3 separate regions of the Mus musculus genome follow, and all the other regions are linked to region 1. A link is a contact called in public Hi-C and Micro-C data. All regions are on one chromosome and are shown on one strand. Each heading gives the region's core, a stretch centred on a gene start, on an enhancer-like site or on the middle of the called end of the contact. The rest is flanking DNA. Distances are from core to core; before and after follow the strand shown.

Evidence for each region. A called contact is a pair of places that touch in the nucleus more often than the background predicts.
Region 2: a Hi-C map of the G1E-ER4 cell line shows a contact between it and region 1, with 2.4 times the contacts expected there. The contact joins two enhancer-like sites. A contact is called at or near these places in 10 of 39 promoter capture datasets (3T3-L1-derived adipocytes, the C10 cell line, the HPC-7 cell line and 6 more), 1 of 15 datasets of contacts at CTCF or cohesin (large pre-B cells), 21 of 484 Hi-C or Micro-C datasets (B cells, the Ba/F3 cell line, CD8 T cells and 16 more), 2 of 115 datasets of contacts at active chromatin or transcription factors (bone marrow-derived macrophages and forebrain) and 1 of 9 other capture datasets (embryonic stem cells).
Region 3: a contact with region 1 is called in a Micro-C map of muscle stem cells, with 5 times the contacts expected there. The contact joins two enhancer-like sites. A contact is called at or near these places in 2 of 39 promoter capture datasets (the C10 cell line and embryonic stem cells), 1 of 15 datasets of contacts at CTCF or cohesin (large pre-B cells), 5 of 484 Hi-C or Micro-C datasets (the CH12 cell line, the HL-1 cell line, Sertoli cells and 2 more) and 5 of 115 datasets of contacts at active chromatin or transcription factors (bone marrow-derived macrophages, embryonic stem cells, fibro-adipogenic progenitors and 1 more).

Annotation. Positions count from the first base shown.
Region 1 is chr10:42,292,284-42,295,655 of GRCm38.p6, reverse strand. No RefSeq gene overlaps it. Among named protein-coding and RNA genes, the nearest start is that of Foxo3, 17 kb to the right of the region's middle. Within about 2 kb of position 1,610, at least 46 of the 459 cell types and tissues checked have an H3K27ac peak or open chromatin away from gene starts, as enhancers often do. A contact at or near this core is called in the G1E-ER4 cell line and muscle stem cells, where this site is marked.
Region 2 is chr10:42,524,399-42,527,770 of GRCm38.p6, reverse strand. It overlaps Snx3 (sorting nexin 3), which reads right to left. Exons shown (of 4, transcript NM_017472.4): 2 at 1,722-1,817. Among named protein-coding and RNA genes, the nearest start is that of Snx3, 24 kb to the right of the region's middle. Within about 2 kb of position 1,695, at least 14 of the 459 cell types and tissues checked have an H3K27ac peak or open chromatin away from gene starts, as enhancers often do. A contact at or near this core is called in the G1E-ER4 cell line, where this site is marked.
Region 3 is chr10:42,100,159-42,103,530 of GRCm38.p6, reverse strand. No RefSeq gene overlaps it. Among named protein-coding and RNA genes, the nearest start is that of Gm40630, 20 kb to the right of the region's middle. Within about 2 kb of position 1,795, at least 16 of the 459 cell types and tissues checked have an H3K27ac peak or open chromatin away from gene starts, as enhancers often do. A contact at or near this core is called in muscle stem cells, where this site is marked.

The DNA of each region.
Region 1 (3,372 bases), core at 361-2,860:
ATAAAACCCTGTCAATACACATATACATACATATATACACACATACATATACATTATGCATAAACACATACAAATATATACATATATACACACATACATACACACATATACAAACATACATATACATACATACATGCATACACACATACATAATATATACATACAGGCAGACATATACACACATACATATATTACGCATACACATACAGACATAATATACACACACACACACACACACACACACACATATATATATATATATACATGCATAATACATAATACATACACATAATACACACTCCTACATGAGTATTGATATGTAGAGTGGTGGGCAGTGAACCCCAGCAAGTCACTGGGCTGCCACAGCACTGTTTTTCTCTTCCCTGCCTTCATCTCCTTGTCTTTAGAGCAAGCTCGTCCTCCCAGCCACAAGATGGCAGGAGAAGATCAGAAATTCAAGCATAGTCTCTGCCTCTGATGAAACCTATCACAGTGCCCTGGCACCTAGTTAGAAAATACTTTTCTTTTCTTTCCTTTTCTCTCCTTTCCTTTTCTCTCTTTTCCTTTTCTCTCCTTTCCTTTTTCTCTCTTTTCCTTTCCTTTCCTTTCCTTTCCTTTCCCTTCCCTTCCTCTTCCTTTCTTTCTTTCTTTCTTTCTTTCTTCCTTCCTTCCTTCCTTCCTTCCTCCCTCCCTCTCTTCCTTCCTTCCTTCCTTCCTTCCTTCCTCCCTCCCTCCCTCTCTTCCTTCCTTCCTTCCTTCCTTCCTTCCTTCCTTCCTTCCTTCCTTCCTTCCTTTCTTCTCTAGTTTTCTTGGTAACAAGGTGCAGGCTAATGCAATCACACTTCCCAGTGTGATCTTGAAAGCTGCCAACAAGAAATGGGCACTGCGATTCTGTGCTCTTCTCCCTCTCTGCCTACAAAGTTGGGGCCCTGTTGTGGTCAGCCACACCGTGATAAAACCAGTGAGACTGAGCCCAGCAGATATAAGTGTTTCTAGAAAAGGGATGTCATGTGCCATGCTGCCTGTACCCATCATCTGCCACACATGCAGGTGTCTTGGATTCTTACTAGCAATAGACCTTGGGATGTGTGCCAAACATGTTTGGAATCCCAATGTCATTCCTAGTATGGTAAGCTAGTGTCCCCAGCTGGGTTACAAACATTCAGACAAAGCCAACCCTTGGCAGGTGCCAGTCAATTAAAATACTCATTTCCCCATGAGAAACACTGGAACCCAGGAAGTGTGGTTGAGATCTGAGTGGTTTCCACTGAGCCAGGCCCTCTTGGCCTCTCCCTGTTAGCTGGAAACAAGGCAGGATTGACCTAGAGGGCCTCGAGTTGTGGGTAAATAGAAGAAGCACTCGTTCATCTGAGGGAACCTTCATGGCATTGTGTGAAAATGATGGCTCCTTCATCCTGGTCCATTGGAAAGAATTTACCCCTCCTGAGTACGTCTGAGTGTCCCCATCAGGGCAGGTTAAGGGTCCTGTTTTAGAGGTGACTCATTGTACTAGAAGTTGCTGAGAAGCAGCTGCCTCTGGCCAGTCAGCCAACCAGCTGTGTGTGGGTGGGTGTGTGGGCTCGGGTAAGGTCACCCTCCCCAACGCACTTGTACTGTGGTTTCTTGGTGTCTTGAGCAATGTAATGGAACTGTATGTTTGAGCCTTCCTCAGAGGTCTTTCTGTTCCCTTCTGCCCCTCCCAGAGCTTCCTGGGTAGTGGCCAAGAGGTAGAAAACCAAAGGAGTAAGGCTTACCAGGACGGACACTAGAGATAAGGAGGTCAAGTGCTCAGTTGTTCTGGGGGTCACAGTGCTCCAGGGGCAACTGTGGTGCTCTCTCCGGTGGAGCAGAAAAGCCTGGATAGCAGTCTGAGCTGTGTCTGTGAGAGAGGCTTCTGGAATGGTCATCTTGAGCAAGCCTGGTGGTTTACAAGAAAGGGACTTAAGAGCGAAAGTGGAGACTTGCCTCTGGTATAATGCTTTGGAGTGCGCAAGGCATGTTCTGAAAGCTGCAATCACATGCAGGCACCCGCCGCTGCTTGGCAGCACAGACTGGTGGCCCTGCTGTGTGGCTGAATGCACACAGACATAACCCCTATGTTGGCCATTTTGCAAAGATCCAGGGGAGAGGTGGGGGCAGTGGCACTTGGCAGCAGCAAGGGTAGGGAGCACACAGCTAAGGGGTTACTGATGATACCCAGAGAGAGACGGATGTCAGACAGCATCTCTGGATGCTTCCAACCATGATCACAGCGGCCAGCGGCACTGAAGATTGAGGCTAATAGATGTAGTTGCAAAGCAGACCAACCCACCCTAGGTAATTGCAGGGCTCACACAGGCAAAACAGCTGGTCAAGTGCTTGCTGAGAGCTCCACTGGCCGACCCCACTTCACCTCCCAAGGTGGTTCTGAAGGTTGAGGCTCTCAGGAAAACAAGACCCCGACCGTGAGACTCAATTCATCCCTGGGGTGAGTCACTATTCAATCTTTTAAGAGTTATGCTAGATTAGTATGGAGAAGTGGAACTGGTTATAAAACCCAGAAGACATGTTGGGGTCTTCATAAAAGCACATCTGCTTCCAAGGGGGGATTCTGCCAGGTGTGCTGGTACATGCCTCTAGTCTTAGAACGTGGCGAGTGGAAGCAGGAGATGTCAAGTTAAAGCCAGCCTGGCCTATATAGTGAGACCCTGTCTCCAAACATCAAAATACCTAAATAGAGACTAAGAAGGTTCTTTTCCTATCTGGCTCATTCTTTTTGGTGAGAGTGGGCATGCTTCAGTCAAGGGGGACAGAGGAGGCTGGTACCTGTACCTCTAAGGTGCGATTTCTTGCCAGCAGGAGGTGTTGGCAGTTTTTCCTTAGCTTTGTTTCTAATGAAAAGGGAACAGGGGATGTAAGAACCGAGAGACTTGTGGGGCTGTGGTGGCGCATGCCTTTAATCCCAGCACTCAGGAGGCAGAGGCAGGCGGATTTCTGAGTTCAAGGCCAGCCTGGTCTACAGAGTGAGTTCCAGGACAGCCAGGGCTACACAGAGAAACCCTGCCTTGAAAAACAAAAACAAAAAAACACGAGAGACTTGACAGTCAGATAGAGAAACTGTCCTTTGGGAAAAATTTCCAAGTCTTTTACATATGAGGGTCCGTTTTGGTGTTAAAGGGTGCCCAGTACGCCAACAACATTGCCATTTTACTTTGTATCCACTGAGAGAAGGAAACAACCCATAATCATAGCTATAAACGGAACCAATGGCATCTTAAATGCCTTCATGGGTGAACGAGATGTTTTTCGTCTCAGCTGATGTTGGAGGACAGCGGCAGACCTTTTGTGATGGCTGCCCTAAACCCAGACGGAGAGAGCGGACTTAACCGAATC
Region 2 (3,372 bases), core at 446-2,945, 230 kb before region 1:
TGTGCTACAATAGGATAAAACCTCGAGAACATGCAAACTGAGAGAAGCAGCATACAACACTAGGTATTCTGTGCTGCCATAAGGCCATAAAGTGCATACACGGTTGACAAGGATGGAGAGGAGAAGCTGAGAAGAGACTGGCCATCACTACCTAGAGACAGACACAGGAGTCCTTTTTACTCTTTCTCTCCCTTCCTCTTTCTCCCTTCTTTTCTCTAGAGATGGTCTTGTCATGCTGCTCTAGCTGGCCTGGGACTGTAAACCTACAAGGTCATGAACTTTCAGCAACCCTGCCTCTGTTGCCCGAGTGCTGGGACTACTCACAGGTAGGTAGGTTCCAGCGGGCTGAGCAAGCTTCTTTTAAAAGGATAATTGATGATAATGAGTTCCTACACTGTGGTTATGGGCTGTGTAATTCTGAACATCTTAGGTGAATTATATCACTAACTGTAAAGCACACAATTTATCTCTTGATAAAGCAGTTGCTGGGGGGGGGGAAAGTATATAATCAGCAACATTTATTAAACATTCCAGGAGCTGGAGAGATGACTCGGTGGTCAGGAACACTGGATGCTCTTCCAGGACCCCGTTTTAACTCCTAGCACACACATGCAGCTCACAACTGTGTGTAACTCCAGTTCTAAGAGGATCCAGCACCCTCATGCATACATACTTGTAGGCAAAACACCCATGGACTTAAAATAAAAATAAATAAATCATTTAAAAACATTCCAGTGTGCATATAAGCAATGTTTGGGGGAAAAAATGCAGCCTACCAAAATACTTCTTCATGGTCATTAAAATTTTTATTTTCCTAAATTGTTCAATTTGCCTTATTTTTTATCATATACATACATATGAATGTACATACATTTGATTTTTGAGATAGGGTTTCTCTTTGTAGCCCTAGCTGTCCTGAAACTGACTAGCCTGAACTCAGAGATCCTCCTGCCTCTGTCTCCTAGGATTGAAGGCGTGGGCCACCATGCCTGGCTTTATGTTTTTTATTTCCTACTTGTTTTAGACAGTTAGATCTTCTATCTACAATTACCAGCAGCCGTATATTGTAGTCCTTAATACTCTCCAGATTTTCCAAAGTCTTTAACTGAATTCACCTGTCCACTGATTTCTATGTGGTTTGGTACATGCTAAACATGCACTTTGCCACTGAGATGCACCCCTGGTCTCTACTCATGATATCTGTGTTATAAACTATGCTCCTATAAAAACCTGGGTTTAGCTTTTAAACTCCTCACACTCTGCTAAGTCTGTGTGCACAGCCCCAAAACAATATCATATATAAGACTTCTCAGGTGTGTCTCCTATGCCCACACAAGCTCATCTCAAGAATATCCATCTACCAGACAATAAGATCATCATTTTTATGAAACTTCTACATACGTGTGAGATAATAAAATATGCAGACTATGAGTTAAACAAAATTGGAAAATTATACTGCCCTTGAGGATGAGGAAGGACTGAGAAGGGCTATTACAACGTCAAGCTGCAAAGGCCCAGTTGCACTACTGAGCAGAAAAAAGAGCTCTGAACAGTGAGGACGACTGTCCTCTACTCAGGTACAGCCTGAGATGGACCCTTCACATAAGTCCTGCACCGGCTTTCACCCACATTCTGGAGCTCTTAAGTTAGAACTGGCACATTTTGCTTTAAAGTTACATGGTAAGTCAGAAAAGCATAGCTCCACTGTAAATAAGTCTTACCTTGCTCTCTCTTTCTAGTTCACTTCGAAGCCACTCAAAGTCACTGTATCTTCTTCTAACAGTAGATTCCTTCAGCTTGAAGATAGGAAGATTTGTCTGAAAGCAAAACAGTCACTCCTAAGTTGAAGAACATTAAGACATTCAGAAAGGGAGGGAAATGTCTGGCACACTGATAAGGTGACAAACATGGTTACCATACAAACACTGTAACATTATTAAGCACAATGCCCAGGCTAAGCCTTGACTACCCCTCACTATGTAGACTAGGCAGGCCTTGAACTTGCTATCATCCTGTCCTGGCCAGTTAACTCTTCTTTTGGCAATGCTGGGCCGGAGCAGCGGCTCCTCACACCAACCTGAGTCTCATCTCCAGTTCAAAAATGTAACTGTTTTGTTTTCTCCTTTGAAATTCACTTCTCTTGAATGTGGGTGAGAGGGTGTCTGGGTGTGCACGTGGAGGTCTGAGCACAACCTTGTGGGTTAGTTCTTTCCTTCTACCATGTTTTGAAGTAGGGTGTCTTGTTTTAGCTGCTAATCTGTGTATTCTCGTGTGTCTGGCCTGCCAGCTCTGAGCGAGTCATCCTGCTGTCGGAAAGCTGGGGTTACAGAAGCCTGCCACCATGTCATCCAGCTTTCCAGCAGGGGTTCTAAGAGGCTGAACATGCATGGCAAGCACTGTCATTTGCTGAGCATCTCCCTAGACCCTAAATGGTACCCTTAATTTACAACCTTAGGGTACCCAAAAGGTCAGGGAGTGTTAGAATTTATTTATCACTAGGAGAAAATTAGGAGTCATATAAAACAAAACAGACCCTAACATAAAGGGTAACTAAGGGGCTGGAGAGAGCAAGAATCCTTCTGCAGGATCAAGTGCAGCCCTCCACACCCATGCTGGTGGCTCACAACCACTTGTAACGGGTTCCGAGAGATCCAGTACCTTCTCTGGTCTCTGGCTACTGTACTCATGGGCACATGCCCATAGTCTTTAAACGATGCAGAGCTTTACAGGGGAGGGCATTTTAAGAACTGAGACCATGATGCTGAGTATTCGGAGGTTAGTCATAATGCAACACAATTTTTGGACTAAAGACTACTTGTTGCTATTTCTGCCAACTTTGGGGGAGTGGGTGGGCATGGAGGGAGGCTGAAACAAGGCCTCTCTATATAGCCCTGGCTATCCTGGAACTCACTATGCAGACCAGGTTGACTCTGAACTCACAGGTATCTTCCATCTCTGCCTCCTAATAGCACTGAGATTAAAGATGTGCACCCCCAGCATTCCTGATCCAGTAACAAGAGGGTCCCGATGGCCAGGGCAGGTAAAGGTGCACTTTCTATCAAGCAAAAATCCAATGCCAGAAACTCATGCGATCCAAGGCGGGGAGCTAACTACTGCAAGCTGTCCTGACTTCCACATGGGTACTGTGGCATGTGCACGTGTTCACATACAAATAAACAAATGTTAAGGAACATTCAAATAAGAATTGGCTGGGGGGCGAGGTGCAGCTTAGTAGTAAAGTGCTTAACTGGAAAGCCGAGGTCCTGGATTCAATCCCTAGCTGAGAAAAAAACAAAACCACAAGTCCATTTTTATCATTAGCCAAAAAAATATTTTAATATGCATGTAAGAATTATAATCCTTGTACTCTGG
Region 3 (3,372 bases), core at 546-3,045, 190 kb after region 1:
AGAGAAGGGGGAGCCCTGCTAGTGAAGGGAGTCCTCCATTTTGTACGGAGCCCAGTAGGTCATCCAGACAATGGTAGACTTCAACCTTAATTAGCAGGGTTTTCCCACAACAAGACTCTCTTTGGTGTTCCCGAATTTAACTTCCCCAGGGGAGGTGACATCCCAGGCCAATTGAGTTTTTCCCTAGAAGCAGTTTGGGAAAGCGAGTCCTCTCCCTGGTTGACACAGGCCACTTCCATTCCACCCATAAAATCTGTTCTTCCTCATCCTCCCAGGGAGATCCACGCCCCCACCCCCACCCCCAGTCCCTTTCTCTATGATTGTCATTTCTGGGTCTACAGGTCACAGCTTGGTTGTCATTTATTTAATGGCCAATATCCAGATATCAGTGAATACATACCACATTTATCTTTTTGCGTTCTGATTACCTCACGTAAGGTGTTTTTTTTTTCTAGTTCCATCTATTTGCCTGCAAATTTCATGATATAATTTTTTTAAAAATGTTATCACATTTTCTTCATTTATTCTTCTATTGAGGGACATCTAGGCTGTTTCCAATTTCTGGCTCTTCTGAATAGAGCAGCTATGAACATGGCTGAGCAAGTGTCTCTGTGGTTGCATGAAGCATCCTTTGAATGTATACCCATGAGTGGTATAGCTGGATCTTGAGGTAGAGAGATGCCCATCTTTCTGAAGAACCCCCATACTGACTTCCATAGTGACTGTACAAGTTTCCTCTCCCGTCGGCAATGGAAGAGTGTTCCCGTTGCTCCACATCTTTGTCAGCATGAGCTGTCACTGGTGTTATTGATCGTAGTCATTCTGACAGGTGTAATATGGAATCTCAAAGTAGTTTGATTTGCATTTCCCTGATGAGCCAGTGAGTTTTTATTGAGGTTACCAACAAGAGTGTTGTGAAGGTTGCTGACAAGGAACAAGGATAACCAGAAAGCAGCTGTGTCACCACATAGCCCGCCTCGTGCCAGTGAGGATGCTGGAACACTGCATCCCTGAGCCTCTGCACAGCTGGCAGGTAGCTCAACACTCTGAGCGTCTTTCTCTCTCTCCCTGGTTTGGCTGCTCAGTCTCCAGCTCTGGAAACTGTTTACTCCCTTTTATACCGTTGGTAGGATCCTCAAGAATCCTTCAAACTCCATTCTCCTGAGGTATATGTTATAAGGAACGTTCATGCGACAGCCACCGCCAAGCAGTGATTCAGGGCACTCTCTTAGGTTCAGATTTCAAGGTATTTCCGTCCTGTGAAGTTCTTCATAACCCAATGGTGGTGAATTCAGGCAGTGTGGGAACTTAGGCAGAAGCAGCTGCTATGGTGTCTTACCAGGTCAAGGGCCACGTAGTATCTGTAAGGCTGGGTGAGGGACAGACCTCATTTGAGGTTCTTTTACAAGAGCATGCTCCTCTCTGTAGCCAGACCTTCCCCTCAGGCGGCCAGTTTGTTCATTTGTTCAGAGATGCTGCAGATGCTAGCATCAATCAGGGACGCTACAGAAGGACTCTACTGCTGAGCTATGTGCTACTCAGTCAGTTTTGTGCACACCAGCATGGAGAGGACACAGGTAATTGTGACAACCAAGCCTATATCTTCTGCTCTTTCCCACTTGGCTCGGGTGAGATACAGAGACAAACACTGCCCTAAAGGCCAACCATTCTATTCTGAGAGCCTCTTCCTCCCTGGAGACACTGCCCAGGCCCTGCAGCTCCTACCCTACGGTCTCCCTCTCTGCTCTGCTCCTGGCATGCACCACTCTCCTAAGCAATGCGCTCAGTCACAGAGCAGCAGCTTTGCGTCAGAGCTCCCCTCAGCTGAATCACTAACACACAGGCAGGTGAACTGAAGTCTGTGACAGACTGGGGACCTGCCTCAGATCACAGTGCTGGCCTGTAGCCTAGCATTTAGTCCTGACCCCTGGAGATCATATCTGGCACAGGGAGATTAAGGCTTTTCCTCTCCCGTAGCACTTACAGTTAACAAGCCCCATGCTAAGACCACCAGCCTGAGCATGGAGAACACAGAGAACAGTGGTGTCCAATAATTTGCCCAGACTCACAGAGAGTGAGTAGCAGAGGTGAAATTTGGGCCCTGTGATTCTGGGTCCATGTTCTGGACCGAGGCTCTCATTCCCTTCTACCAACCATGCACATGAGCAATCGCCAAGAAACTCCTTAGCCAGAGGAATTCTGGCGTTGGTATGACTAACCTCTGGAGAAGCCGACGCCAAAGAGACTCACAACAGGTGTTGGACTAATCAGAGCAAAACAAAAATAAACTCTATGGTCAGACAAGTCAGCCATGTTGTGTCTCACTAAGTTAAGCTGGTTTTCCCCACTTCAGAATGCAGGGTCATTGCAATGCTACAAGACACCAAACTGTCTGCAAGTCTACAAGCATTTCCCAGTGTCCGAAGCACAGAGTCCTTCTTGATGGAGTCGTGACATCCCACATCACATGGTCACTGAAATGCTCAATTAGGGAGTAAAGGAGAAAATCATAAAAGGAGCTGTGATCCCAAGGACTCCCTAAAGCGGCACAAGGGTTCCCAGGGTCATCGAGAACCGCTGCTCTAAGCAAGTAATGCTTAGGAGGTATGAATGAAGGCATATCCTAACCAAACTAACTCATCTTATCCTCTACACACAACAAAGGAGAGGAGGAAGCGAAAGGTGTGTGTGCGTGTGTGTGTGTGTGTGTGTGTGTGTGCATGTGTGCATGTATGCATGTGTGTGGTGTGTGTGTGTGTGGTGTGTGTGTGGTATGTGTCTATGTGTATATGTGTGTGTGGTGTATTTGGTATGTGTGTGTATGTGTATTTGCTAGTGTGTGTGGTGTATGTGTGTGTGTGTGGTGTGTATGTGTGTGTGGTGTGTGTGGTGTATGATATGTGTCTATGTGTGTATGTGGGGTATGTGTATATGTGTGTGTTGTGTATGTGGTATGTGTGTATGTGTGTGTGTGTTTGTGTGTGTGGTATATGTGCATGGTGTGTGTGCACATGTGTGTGTGTGCATGTATGTATATGTGAGTATATGTGTGCAAGTGTGCACATATATGCATGCATGCATGTATGTATATTTGTATGTGTGGTGTATGTATGTATGTATGTATGTATGTATGTGTGGTATGTGTGTGGTGTGTGTAGTATGCATGTGTATGTGTGTATGTGTATTGCAATGTATGTATGGTATATGTGTATGGGGGTATGTGTATATGTGTGTGGAGGTATGTGTGTATGTGTGTGTGATATATGTGGTATGTGTGTGGTATGGTGTATGTGCACACATGTGTGCGTGCATACGTGTGTGAGTGTGTGTGCAACTGTATATGTGTGTGTTGAGATCACTTCCTTCTTGGAC